Linked DNA regions of Salmo salar: region 1 is linked to region 2. A link is a contact called in public Hi-C data. All regions are on one chromosome and are shown on one strand. The core of a region is the stretch at or near the end of the contact, and the rest is flanking DNA. Distances in the headings are between cores, read along the strand shown.

Region 1 (2,700 bases), core at 107-2,606, 140 kb after region 2:
GCTCCACGAAAGAAGCAGAGATGACAGAGAAATGTACTAATGTCAACTAAACTGAAGCATTCATTCTATAATTTATGACATCATTCTGGTGAGCATGAGTTTATTTAGTCATCTAGGGCAAGATATCATAACAGAAGAGAAGCTGCATATCTAACTATAGACAAGTTGACTAACAAAAAGCAGTAGCATAGGCAATCTAAATCAGGCAACAACAAAAAATCTGCACCCCGTCATAAAATCTTTCCGCTGTCTGTTATTGTAGCCTGAGGTGCGGGCCTTAGATTTGCACATATTGTTGGGTGGTTGTGTAGAGTAATTAGCAATTGCGGGCAGGTGTGGGTGAACAAACAGCCGACCTTCGCACAAGTAATGTTTAGCTAGCCCGTGACACCGGCATGAGCAGTTAGCACCCACCGAACGACTTGGGAAACCCAGCTTCAGCTTGATTACAAATTAATTGGGAAAGAAATGAAAGCTTCACTAGCTACCAATCTATTTTAGTTTCACTGTCCGATCCTTCAAAAAATGAGCTTACTAATTGTTATTTTATACCTTTTCACAAACGGTCTGGTATGTGTTGCTTGATTTGAGCAAGTTAACCGAAATATATCAAAGAATATGACATGCGTCCACGACTAGTCAGTGGCTAGTGCGTGGCAGTGATCTAGCTAGCTAGCGTTACTTTTCAGTAATTAGCTGTCCTCCTAAATGCAGTCAAAGACTTGAACATGTTTGTCTGAAAACGAACTAGTCACCAGTGGTGAAATATGTCTAACCAGTTGGCTTATGTAGCCTGTGTGCCCATGAGCTCCCAAGTGTAGATACTAGCTAACTACCTAAAGCTGGCATGGGGCTATGGTTGGCTACTGTACTGGAGTGGCAGGTAGCCTAGCGGTTAGCGTGTTGGGCCAACCAAAAGGTTGCTGGATCGAAACGCTGACAAGGTAAACATCTGTACTTCTGCCCATGAACAAGGCAGTTAAACCACTGTTCCCTGGGAGGCCGTCAATGTAACTACAAATGTGTTCCTAACTGACTTGCCTTGTTAAAAGATATGTATGTATGTATGTATGTATGTATGTATATATATATATATATATATATAGTAACGACCCTGGGTTTATAAAATCTGCCACACGAACATGCTTTTGGGGCACAGTCAATAGCGCGCTGGACTTCGGGCAAGAAGGCCGAGGGTTCGAGACCTGCTCCCTGCCTGTTTCATTACAATATGGTTTCAGATCCGATGCAAGAGAAATTGTCCGCCATGTTTTGGTAAGGGCTTAGAGGGACGTCACGCACTCAAGAAGGCTCAACCAATCACTCGACAGGTTCTACATCGCGTGCTTTACACACCAGGAACAGGAAGTGATGGACTGTTATGAAGAGTGAGTTTTGGAATACAGTCACGGTTTGGAAGGTGCTTCTTCAAACATGTATATCTTCCAGGTGGCTGCGTTATTGATAGCGTTGCTATATTATGGCAATGCTCAAACGTTTACTGTCGCTGTGAACTCCACCATCCTGGGTTCAGAGTTGAGCGCAGACGGCTTGAAGCAGCTCGCTGCGGCAGTGGCGTCGCAGTCGCCCGTGTTTCAGCCTAGCCGCGGTTCCTATTTTTCTCTCAATCTGTTGTCGGCGTTTCCAGAAGATCTGGAGGTCAGCGATTACTGCGTCGAGCTGCTGGCTATCTTTGGGCAGCGATATTCAACATATGTGAATTGTTTGGTGTCCGCCGCGCGTCCTGTCAAAGTGTGCCAAAATTGTTATGGCACCTACGACAACCTTATGGAAATTTACACAAACATATCATCAGACCAGGTAGGCTAAGTAAGTTAGCATTTGTGTTTTCTCAGTGGACTTCTTTGAGTTTATCATTGTGTTTTTAATATTATGCGTTTCGATGTTTTTGTCCTGTGCTGCGGGTTAATTAATATATATCATCTATGGGTTAATACGTGCGCCATTGTCACATGCGTCATGGGACCGTTGCTAATGCGCCTCTGGTTGCAGTATAACATGTATAGTGGTGAGGTGTGTACTGTGTAGTAGGGGGAAATAGGAGATCACAAGACTAGCCATCCTAGTCACATGCCTGGTGACTAGGAGAACAAAAGCCACGACTGACTGTTGCCATAATGGGCGTTAAATAGGTATTCTATAGCCTAGTGGCAATGTTTTGCCACATCAATTTCTCAGTACTTTAAGCTGTATCCATTGAATCCTCAATATAAGAATCTAATTAGTAAGGCTAAACAATAGGGATGGTAAACGCCCTCATTGAGACTGCTTGTGTGTCTGTTTCCAGATGGGCCCAGGGAATGTGAGCTGCAGAGACAGCCTCCTGCGTTCTGATAGGCTGATGTTGGTGTTCCTGCTCTACAACAACCTGAAGGACATCTGGACTGGTTCAGAATGTAACAGTAGGTGGACTGTCTTATATTATAAACACATGAAGCTTTTTTTCCTATTGCTGATATGTATACCAAACATTAGGAACACCTTCCTAATATTGAGTTGTATCTCCCCACCCCCTTTGCCCTCAGAACAGTGTCAATTCGTCGGGTCATAGACTCTACAAGGTGTCGAAAGCGTTTCACAGGGATGCTGGCCTATGTTGACTCCAATGCTTCCCACAGTTGTGTTAACTTGGCTGGATGTTCTTTGGGTGGTGGGCCATCCTTGATACACATGGGAAAC
Region 2 (2,700 bases), core at 147-2,646:
TTTGTAGTCACGAGGATGGTGAGGAGGGCGTTGGGAAAAGTGGATGCAATCAAAGTAACCAGGAATGGTATGGTGTTGATATCATGTGTATCTAAATAGCAAAAGGAGCGTGCGTTGTGGCTTGCGAAAATATCGACAATTGAAGTGAACAGCATTGATTTTCGGAGCAGGGCACCAGTAAATTGTGTTATTTCTGCCGTCCGGTTGGACATTGATAATCAGTATCTTAGGCAAAAAATTCCATGAGTAGTTAATGCATGTCGCATGACCCGCTTGGAGAATGGGAAAAAGGAGCAAAGTGTATCTGTATTATTGATGTTTGATGAGTAAAGTTGGGATATATAACATATATAAGAGTGTTCGTGCAAAACCCAATGCAATGCAAGAAGTGTAAAAAGTTTGGCCATGTGTTAAGTGTTTGCCGACAGAAGGAATATGTTATTGAAGAGTCTTGAATGTAAAATGTTGCAACTGTGGTGGCGATCATATTACTGAATTCCCTGAGTGCCCTGTTAGGGTGAAAGAGGTTGAGGTGTCAAGGATCAGGGTTGTACAGCAAATCTCCTATGTGGAGGCGGTGAAGAGTGTTGAAGGGGTAAGAGGCCACAGTTCTGAAGAAGATATGGTGGTGGATGCACCGCAACCAGTTGCAAAGGTTATACTTCAATCAAGTGATCTGGATACACTTAATGTGAAAAATGTGGATTTTGTAGTATTTATAGCCATAGTTATTAATTGTACTGCACAAGTGTCCAATAAGATGGACATCAAGTCCAATAAGATGGACATCATTATATCTGCAGCTGAGAAGTTTTTGGGCCTCCACGACTTAATGGAAGAAGCACTGCAAGGACTACTGTCACCTGGAAATGCCCTGCCATCACAGGATCCTTCTGAGCCTGGGTAGGGACCTGATTAAAACAGAAAAGCAGGCTGATTCAGTTTAACATTTCGTAGTTTGTATGGGATTTTTTTACATGTATTTTTTACTACGCATTGTTTTCCTTTCAGGATCCTTATTATATACCCGTACAGTAGGTGGCGGAATGCACATATAAATGTTGCGAACGCCATTATACCAAAGAAGAAGAAATAACACGTCATTTCCTTTATAATAAACTACGTTTATGGGCGAATTATAAAGCCAATCAAAAGGGTTTACATGTAATATGTATTCCGTAAAGTGTATTTTGCTATACGTATGTAGCTATTTTGTTTAGTTTGTGGGGAATGAAATACAATACTTTACACAGCGCATATAACTCTGATTGGTCAATATTTCAGATAGTACACTTATCAGCCAAGAAAATGCAAATGCGCTGAGACATAGGTTGTAAACAAAACACAAGGAAGGTGCCAAGCGTCAGCTGCACCTCAGCTGATCGGAAGTGGAGCGCGCAACCCCAAACCATTGAGGCTAACTTAGCTAGCTAGTGAGGGAGAAATGGCTGATACCATAGCTGATACAAGGAGGCTATTCTCCAAGCCTCAGAACTTGAATGACGCGTATGGACCACCTAGTAACTTTCTAGAGATAGACGTGAGCAACCCTGAGACGGTCGGTGTCGGCAGGACCAGGTTTACCACGTATGAAATCAGACTAAAGGTGAGCAAACCATTATCTTGCTCTTTAGGGCAATGAACCTGGTCATCTTGATAAAGGGGATTGCGTTTAGCAAGGGTCACACTAAGAGATGTGTACCAGTCAGATATTAATAATATTCAAACGGTCAAATCAGTTATAGTAGCTAACGTTAGTTAGCCAACCAGCTTTTAAACACGGGGTAACTAGCTAACGTTAGCTGTTGTTAGCATACTAGTTAGCCAACTACTTGATGCTTTAATTCAACTAACGCGTAGTTATAGTGACATTTAACCAATGCAGCTGTATATTAAAACAATTCAACTAATTCTAGTGAGGTTGTCAAAGTATTGATACATTGTATCATTGCATGGGCCTCCAGTTATTTACGATTTCCTAGCCAACTGTCTTGCTAATTGTTAGCTAGCTAGATGTTATCTTAAGGAATGTGTCGCCAATGGCAAGTTACAAATATGTTGTTGAAGGTGGGGGACTTGTTTGTGTCTTGTTTGCAAGAGCTCCACGTCAAACAAGTCAGGGAGCCATGTAGTTAGCTACAGAAGCGAATTTGTATGATCTACTTGCTAGGCTATATTTACTAAAGTAACGAACCGTTAACAAATCCTTGTTGTGCTCCAGCCACACCTCTGTCATCGGGTGTAAAGGGTAGATAATGGTATTTGTCACACACAGAAGTAAAGAGCTTGACAAGGGCGTATTTAAACAGTCCATGAGACGTTAATGTAAAGTCTCTACCTAGAAACCGAGCTAGAGCTCAGAGTCCAGCTCCCTCATTCAGTGAAGAAATGTCTCTTCTCTTATGCCCTGACTCAAATCAAATGTATTTATATAGCCCTTCTTACATCAGCTGATATCTCAAAGTGCTGTACAGAAACCCAGCCTAAAACCCCAAACAGCAAGCAATGCACGGTGGCTAGGAAAAACTCCCTAGAAAGGCCAAAACCTAGGAAGAAACATAGAGGAACCAGGCTATGAGGGTTGGCCAGTCCTCTTCTGGCTGTGCCGGGTGGAGATTATAACATAACTTGGCCAAGATGTTCAAATGTTCATAAATGACCAGCATGGTCAAATAATAATAATCACAGTGGATGTCTAAG

Evidence for each region. Hi-C and Micro-C count contacts between places; a contact is called where the count stands out from the background.
Region 1: a contact with region 2 is called in a Hi-C map of gill, with 3 times the contacts expected there. The contact joins the promoter of LOC106571796 here to the promoter of snx3 in region 2. A contact is called at or near these places in 2 of 3 Hi-C or Micro-C datasets (gill and muscle).

What each region holds. Positions count from the first base shown.
Region 1 is chrssa15:59,809,617-59,812,316 of Ssal_v3.1, forward strand. It overlaps LOC106571796 (osteopetrosis-associated transmembrane protein 1), which reads left to right and starts at 1,357. Exons shown (of 6, transcript XM_014145254.2): 1 at 1,357-1,821; 2 at 2,309-2,423. The coding sequence starts at 1,435.
Region 2 is chrssa15:59,671,968-59,674,667 of Ssal_v3.1, forward strand. It overlaps snx3 (sorting nexin 3), which reads left to right and starts at 1,397. Exons shown (of 4, transcript NM_001141411.1): 1 at 1,397-1,606. The coding sequence starts at 1,445.